Linked DNA regions of Mus musculus: regions 1 and 3 are each linked to region 2. The links are chromatin contacts, called in public promoter capture Hi-C maps. All regions are on one chromosome and are shown on one strand. Each heading gives the region's core, a stretch centred on a gene start, on an enhancer-like site or on the middle of the called end of the contact. The rest is flanking DNA. Distances are from core to core; before and after follow the strand shown.

What was found. Promoter capture Hi-C pulls out the DNA fragments that hold promoters and counts their contacts.
Region 1: a promoter capture Hi-C map of pre-B cells shows a contact between it and region 2, with 4 times the contacts expected there. The contact joins the promoter of Slc25a23 here to the promoter of Trim26 in region 2. A contact is called at or near these places in 3 of 39 promoter capture datasets (cranial neural crest, pre-B cells and second pharyngeal arch cranial neural crest) and 1 of 484 Hi-C or Micro-C datasets (uterus).
Region 3: a promoter capture Hi-C map of pre-B cells shows a contact between it and region 2. The contact joins the promoter of Psmb1 here to the promoter of Trim26 in region 2. A contact is called at or near these places in 2 of 39 promoter capture datasets (pre-B cells and second pharyngeal arch cranial neural crest) and 1 of 9 other capture datasets (adipose tissue).

What each region holds. Positions count from the first base shown.
Region 1 is chr17:57,058,481-57,061,180 of GRCm38.p6, forward strand. It overlaps Slc25a23 (solute carrier family 25 (mitochondrial carrier; phosphate carrier), member 23), which reads right to left and starts at 1,383. Exons shown (of 10, transcript NM_025877.4): 1 at 1,041-1,383. The coding sequence starts at 1,193.
Region 2 is chr17:36,835,817-36,838,602 of GRCm38.p6, forward strand. Trim26 (tripartite motif-containing 26) reads left to right here and starts at 1,330. Exons shown (of 10, transcript NM_001025599.3): 1 at 1,330-1,448; 2 at 1,649-1,756.
Region 3 is chr17:15,496,858-15,499,591 of GRCm38.p6, forward strand. Psmb1 (proteasome (prosome, macropain) subunit, beta type 1) reads right to left here and starts at 1,419. Exons shown (of 6, transcript NM_011185.3): 1 at 1,296-1,419. The coding sequence starts at 1,405.

The sequences.
Region 1 (2,700 bases), core at 133-2,632, about 20 Mb after region 2:
CACTTTTTGGTCAATTTTGAGACACCTGTCTCATATAGCCCAGGCTAGCCTCACATTCTCTGTACTGTAGGACGAGACCTTGAACTCTGATTCTCTCTCATTCATTACCTTGTTTCCCAAATTTGCCCACCCAGATTTTCCTTATAAAATCCTGTCTCCTTGGCAGTCTTGTTGAGGAGTGTGTGTGTGTGTGTGTGTGTGTTTGTCCTGTTAGAAACAGTCGTGGTTCATATAAGGCCCAACAGCCATGGGGCCTCTTTATATTCCTATCCAAAAGTTGGACCTTAGACTCAAGGTCAACAAAAATGCAATAGGTCTGTTTTAGGGAAGGCTAGGGGCTCCATGTCCCCTGTCACACGGAGAAAGGGCCAGTTTTTGCTGCTCCCCACTGCCACCTCCCATACTGGAGCTAGAACCTAGGACCTTTGCACATGCCAGGAAAGCACTTTACTGCTAAACTGCACCCCTACCTCAAATTCCTTCCTAGACAGGTCAGACCCCAGTAGAAGCAGAGTGACCTCAGATGGACTGACTCCCTAGCTGGAGCAGCCTGGGGCAACTGGCCAGGTCCGGGAAAGAGCCGGCTGGCAGCAAATGTAAATAAGAGACTAGGAGAGCTGGCTAGGGGCTCTGTGTGTGCTCCAGCAAGGATGTGAAGTTGTGTTAGCTGCAGGTGGGAGCGGGTCACCCCTCGGATTGTGCACAGAGCAGAGGAGGGTTTGGCTCTGGGCCGTGGAGGGGAAAGCGTCCCGCTCTGCAGTCCATCCCCCCCAGTAGGCATCCCACAGGGGGTGGGGGAGGGGGCGGTGGGGGGGGGAGGGGCCGCTGGGTCCTGGCAACCGCAGCCACTGCAGGCCTGGAGCCTTGGCAGCCCTGTTTCGCGACGTCAGGCCAGACGCGGGTGGACAGAGGGAAGGGAACCTAGACAGAGGTGGTGGGGTCCAGCCAACAGGTAGCCTGTGGCTGCCGTAGCCGCGGCATTAAGGGGCACCGGTTACGGCGCGGGCGGATCCTGCCGCGGTGGTCGCTGCCCATAGTACCTGCTGTGCACGGTCCGGATCTCCCCTTCCCAGCCTGGCCAGCCCCTGGCGCAACTCGTGCACGTCCACGCGGCCGTCCTTGTTGCTGTCTAGTTCCTCGAACAGGCGACCCCAGCGCTGCCGCCGCTCCGCGTCGCTTGAGCCCCCCCGCATGGCGCCCGCCCAGGGGGGAGGGGAGGCCCCGCAGCGACGGCCTCGGCGGGGGCTTTCTGGCTCCCCCTCCCCCCCGGGGTCCCCACAAAGCCAGCTCCCGCGCCCACCCGCACCGCAGCCTCTTCAGTGCGGGGCCGAGCTCCGGCACTTGCTGGAAGTGATAAATGCTAGTCGTCCCCGCCCGCGCCAGAACTTGGTCTCCTCCTCCGACCCGCATTACTTGGGGGAGGGGGCTGGGGGCGGAGCAGGGGGCGTGGGGAAGCATTCTAGGAGGCTCTGGTTTTGCACATCTGACAGCGCATTCCTGGGACGGTAGGAGAGGCAACCGTCTTAGTACTCTGCTTGCCTCAGTTTACCCTTTTTTCCTTAAATGGTTTTGGTAGGGAATTGTCAGGAATTGGATTCGTAATCTTGTTCATTTACACCTTCCTCTCTAACGGATCACTTATCAGAAATTCAAGTTTTTGCTTCTCCCAGGTCTACGCAAAGAATTCTGAACCAGTTTAAAAGCTTCTTTCGCCCGCCTGCTCTAGTTAGATTCCCCAGTCGATGATAGAAACAGCAGATCAACAAAGAGGTGTGGGCTCCCTCCCCAACACTTCATTCCGCCCGCGCGCCTCCTTTTCTTGGTGACACTCGGAGAGAGAAACGCAAGGTCAACGAGCGGCGCGGCTGCAAAGTTAAATCCTTATTGGTCAATGCGCCCTAGCTGCGGCGGTCCGCTCTACCTAGGCGGGGCTTCCCGGTTGACCCGCCGCGGCCTCCTGTCCCGCAGCTCGCAGCCCGCTAGGCATTCTTAAAGGGGCCGCGCCCCAATTCAGACTCTCTGAAGGCTGCTCTTTGCAGACCTGCCTGGAAAGGGAGTCGCGGACCAGTATCTCCCGCGCCACTAAAGATAACGATCAGGAGGAGGGGCTCTGGAGGCGGGGCCTCAGCCGGCGGCTGTGGTTGCACCTGCTGAAGTCCCGCCCACAAGTTTCGGGTGCAGTTTTTCGTCTCACCGTCAGGGGGAAGGGCGTCCGTCTGACCGCGAATAATAAATAAGAGCTCACATTGAGTGCGTTGCGCATGCCAGAGCCCTTCACTCGCTGCTCAGTAACGAACCTACCCCAAACCCTGTGAGGTAGGTAGGTGACACTAGCTTTTCCCACGCTACAGTGGAGAAATCAAAAGCTTCAAATCTTAGTCTGGATTCCCATTTAGGGCCAGAGCAGAGATTTAAACAGAGTTTAAACCACCACTCCCAGGAAGGGACGACGCCTCATTTATTTATTTATTTATTTATTTATTTTTCTTGTTCAAAGACACAGTCTCTCTATGTAGCCACGGAATTTACTATGTAGACCGGGCTGATCTGGACCTCACAGAGCTCCACCTGGGATCTAAGGCGTATGCTACACTACAATGGGTGTTGTATATAGCCTTGTATGTGCTAGATAAACTAGCCACAGAACTCCAGCTGCAGCTCTATGGCTATTGTTGTTATTGTCCTTTTGAGCCAAGGTCT
Region 2 (2,786 bases), core at 80-2,579:
TCGTTGAGGTACTCCCTGTGACTATTCCTTAAGTATGGAGAAGATTTTTATTGTAGATATAAGGGAAACGCAGGCAGAGTGGGAAGAACCGGTACTGAATATGGGCAGCCTGGTCTACAGAGCGAGTTCCAGGACAGCCAGAGCTACATAGTGAGACTCTGTCTCTAAACAAAACAAAACAAAGCTCCCACCCCCAATATCAACTGAAAGAGCAGGTATCTAGTGATTTTAGGGTGTGCTGAGATCAAAGTCCAGAGCACAGGCATCCAGAACTCCGCTCCACCCCCTACAACAGCTCACAGGAAACTCAAAAGCACTCCCCATATGTTGGTGAAATGTTAGGACTTAGGACTCGGAGCCCTCCTGCAGCTCGGACTACTTCTTTGGAAGTAGCAGGAACTGTGGATTTCCTGCAGAGCAGAAAGCTGTGTGCAAAAAGGGCTTTCAGGCTAGTGGGCGTGGTCGAGTCCTTGGCTGTGGAGCTGCAGGAGGCTCTCAAAGCTCCTGTAGAGGGCCTCAGTACCAGATATTGCAGGTTCTGTAGTTTTTCTCAGTTTTCAACAAATTCCCCCTTCGTAGCCCAGGCTGGTATTGAACTCTAATGCCTCGGTTTCCCTAGCGCCAGGATCTTTAAATGTTTTGCATTTATTTATTTAGCGTAGGTGGAGAGTGCATGTGCTTGTGGAGCTTAGAGGACAACCAGAATAGATGTTCTCATGTCCCATCATGTGGGGGATATGGGATTTGAAAGCCAGTCATCTGATTTGGTGGCAAGCATCTTTACCCACTGAACTATCACTGTGGTGTGGGGTGGAGTGTGGAATGTGTATGTGTGTTTACTTTGTTCTGTACAGCAGGAACAGCACCTGCCTTGTGTAAGGAAGGCTAGTTGTCAAAAATGGTTCATCCTAGCCAGGAGCTTCGAAAATGATATTTGTGATGGATCTTGGAAAAACTTGATAGACTGGTCTGATCTTAGTTAGAGGCAGGCCCTGAGGAGGAAACCCCATCTAAAACCCAGCCCTTGCAGACACCCCAGCCCACCCCTAACCGCAGGGAATCAGAAATGGGGTCTCGAAAGCTATGGGGGCTTCAGCACCCTAACCTACACGAGGCCTCGCGCGACCTCAGCAGCTGGAAGACAACCGTGACGCACTGGCCGCTTCCGATTTCACTTTCCTTTTCTCGGGCCCGGCCGCTTCACCTCTTTGGCCGCTGCCTGGGGATTTGCCCAGTGATCAGTGACGTCAAGAATCCTGAAGTTCCCATTGGAGGATGGAGTTTGGCAAGAGCCAATCCCAGGGCTGGTCCCAGAGAAATCTCGGCGGAGGGCCCGGAGCTCCCGGAGACTGCTGGGCGGGGAGACTGTGGTGCCGGCTGCTTGCTCAGGACCTACCCCGCGGAGCAGCTCCAGGGAGAGGAGTGACCCGGCCCGGAGAGCGGCGCGGGTGAGTGCGGTTTGCACTGGTGAGGAGACGCGGAGGAGCGGCCGCCGTGCGACCCGGGTGGGGACAGCGAAGGCGGCCGCGGGCCCTGGGCAGGGCTAACCAGGCCCGGGCGCGCGGGACGGCGAGCTCGCGTGAGCGCCGCGTCCCCGGCTCGCCTTTGGGCCTTTCGCCCTGAGCTCGCCGTGTTCCTTCCTCCTCAGGTCCAACCCAGACTTACTTCAGTCTCTTCCAGTCCCCAGAGCCAGAAGTGAGCGGGACCCGGATGACGTTCCACCTGGTGGCTTGGAGCCCTGCATGACCAGAAGCAGGTCTTATATTTATGTATCTGTTTATTTTTTTTTTATTTATTTATCCTCAGAGTAAACTGGTTTAGCTAGTTGTACCAAGAGCTGTGCGTTCGTTATCACTGATGATTTTACTACCTAATTAGCTTAGGAAAAGAAAGTATAAACCTGGCTGTGGACTGGTGCACGCCTTTACACCCAGTGCTTGGGAGTTAGAGGCCAGTCTGGTTTACAGACTAAATGAATTCTAGGATAACCAGGGCTACAAAGAGAGCCCCTGTCTTGACCCCCACCCCCACCCCCACCCAAAAAAAAAAAAAAGAAAAGAAAAGAAATGTATGAATTTAACTTTGGGAAGTGAATAGGAGGAGACACTTAACAATTCCCCGTACATTCCAGATTTTGACAACACAACCATTTGTGTGTGTTTCAAAGAAGGGAAGAATGACATGCGCTCGTTCATGCATGCCTGAACCCCTTGTTAGTGAGATGGATTCATGATGCCTAGAGTATTCCTCCCAAGTTAAAACAAACAAACAAACAAACCCATATTTTTCTAAAAGAAAGCTTTCATTAATGCCTTTAAAACTGCAACTTTTAAATTTGATAATGATGACGATGGTGATGACAACGACAGGGTGTCTCCATGTATCCAAAATGGTCTGAAACTGACCATGGCAGCCCAGGTTAGCCTCCTGCCTCGAGTGCTTCGATTACAGAGATTACAGGCATCTGCCCACACTTTTGAATACACTTAATTTTTTTTAGAACAGTTGTACATTTACAGAAAAAATTGAGAAAACAGTGTGTGAAGTGTCTATAACTCCCAACTGATTTCCTTTCATTGACAAATAACACATTATTATTGGCCAAAGTCCACACACTATATTTATTCACCTTTTCCTTTTCACCTTATCCCTCCATATTCTCACCCAGGTTGCTGCACTGCATTGGTTTTTAGATTTGGTTTCAGAGTTTTCAGAGACACTTATGTAATGGATACCTCAGATAATGAACACACGAGGAGAAAGGTTGATTTTGGTTCACAGGCTTA
Region 3 (2,734 bases), core at 169-2,668, about 21 Mb before region 2:
AGGGCTAGTTGCAATAAATGCTAAAAGGCACAAAAGAGAAAAGTGATTTAATGGATAGGTGTAAGTAACTATGAACAAAGTGATGGATAAGAAGAAGTAAAGGAGGTTAAAAAAAGTGACTCATGAGTACTGCATTCGGAACACCTTGAAATTAACACATCTTACAAAGTAAGTACTTAGTGTTCACGTGCAGCATTAAGCAGCATACTGGAAAAGCAAACTGAAACTGGACTCGGCTGAGAACGCTATGAATTTAAATCCGGTTCTAATTCACACCAGCTCTATAGCCTGGGCTGTTTAGATGCCAAGAGTCAAGAAGTAAAACTATGAAATTATTCACTTAACTGCTTGAAATTAAAACAAACAAACAAACAAACAAAAAAACCTACCTTGAGTCTTCCCCAATCTATAAGTAACTGAAAGGAGCCCACATAGTACATTCACAATTGCTCTTCAAAAGGTACAACCAAGACTAAAATCAACCTTTCACTATCTGTATGATCAACGCTCAACATTCATAAAGCCATATTTAACGTTTTTGCTTTTCTTTCTTGAGACAAAGATTCTCCGTGTAGCCCAGGCTGTCCTGGAACTTGCTCTGTAGACCAGACTGGCCACGAACTTAAGAGACCCACTTGCCTTTGCTAGCAGTAAAGGCGTGCTCCACCACCGCCTGGCTGGTTTTGCTTTTCTTAAACAAGCCCCCCCCCCGCCCCCCTTTTTTGGATAATTAGCTGTTTCAACTTCTAATTTGATGAAGAATACCCCTGTATTGTCAACGGTCCTAAATACAAAGGAAAAATATCTTCGAATAAAGCGGATAATTAAAATGCTAAAGTAATTTGAGAGTAAAAATAAACACACACAAGGGTCCGACTGCCTAAGGCTGTGGATGCAGCTCAGTAGACCTTGCCCAGCAGGCTACGTCTCAAGAGCAGAACAAAACAACCTTCACTTTCATCCCTGAAATTAAGTCTGGTTAATCATGTTAGTTTCCTCTTAAAACAACAAGTGATCAGGCGGCCCAGCGACAGAAACAGCTACTCGTCTAACAACCAAGACAAATCATAACTTCATGTTCGCCCGTTGGCTTTAGAAACGTGTTCAAGCCCTACCAAACAACAGGCCATAGGGCGGAAGATTGAGGTGGGAGCCCGGTTGCTGGAGCAAACGGCACCGAGGGCGTCCATGCACAACTGAGTGCTGGGCTGCAGGCTACATCCCTGCCATTCCCACACCCGCCCGTCGCGACCCCAGGCTCGACCCAGGTGAGGGCAGCAGGCCCAGGCTTTTACCCTCCGTTGAAGGCATAAGGCGAAAACCGCAGCTGCACAGGGCCGGCGGAGCCGTGAGGCCCCATTCCCAGCTCTCGTTCCACGTCTCGGTAAGCAGCAGTGGAAAGCATCGCGCCTAACTCCTGCTGTCTCACGGCAAAATGGCCGCCGGGACCGGTCCACTTCCGCCTCCCTCGCCCCGCCCCCCTAGGCTCCTCTAGCCTGCACTCGTCGTTGCTCTTGGAGGTCTACGCCTGCGTCCGGCTAGCGCACAACCTGGATCCGCCAATCCTGCCAACAGAGAAACCTGTTTTATAACCCTAAGAAAACGTTTGGATTTACTCATGGCGGATAGAAAATTAAAAGTCTGACCATACCAAAAAAATTAACCCAATTACAGAGCAACGACAACTCGGATGTCACATTGGCGAAGTGGCACAGCGTTTGAGACGGGTTAGTAGTTCATGCTGCATTCAAGGCCAATCAGGACGCATGTCAACTGTGTGGTGTACGCAGCCACGAGACCCAGGAAGCAATACCAGATTTCTTTAGCCAGAATATGATGGTTAATATTGTTAATTTCACAGAACTTAGCATCATGTAGGTAAAACCCATGGATGCGTCTATGCGGGTGTTTCAAGGTTTAATTGAGGAGCGAAGACCCAACTAAAATATAAGCGGCGCCACCTCATTGCCTGGATTTCCCGACTAAATAAAGAAGAAGCGAACTAACATTTATCTATTTATGTTTCTGGTCTGTGGATGCAATCCAGTTGGCATGCTTCCCCCTGGGTTGTATCTCCTCAAACAGTAAGACAACATAAAACCCGCTTCCCTTATATTGCCTCTTGACAAGCCTTTGTTAAGTTTTCTCAATTCCCCAGTCTTCTGAGGTTTCCTGTACTTTCAAGAGAAAATGTTTCCTTTAGGGGAAAATAGATACACAGTACTATTGTACTTATTAGAGTCTGTGTAAATAGACAACCTATACAACACCTACACACATAACACACAGATACTGTCCATCACACACACAGACACACACACAGAGAGAAAGAGAGAGAGAGAGAGCGCTAACCTTAACCTAAAGGAGCTCATTACCTCGTTGATAATGCAAAATACAAGGGAAAGGAAGTACGCAGAACAACACATGTATATGCCTTAGATGAACTTCAGAAGGAAAAAAAAATTAAGATATGTTGGAATCAATCAAGCATTATGAAGCAGCCTAAGAAACAGCTGACGTTTTCTTGTGGCAGCAAGGAAGAGAGCTGGTAGTGACCGAGCTAAAAATAGAAATGAATCTGTGACTACAAAGTCGCTTGTTTTGTTGTTCTTCCTTGAACGTAAGTTAACATCTACTGAGAACATGATGAGGAGCGTTTGCTTGACATTTTCCTTAGCCACCTCACAAATCTCAAAGGGGAGGAGCCAGTAAGCTTGCCAAGCAATCTCTGGAG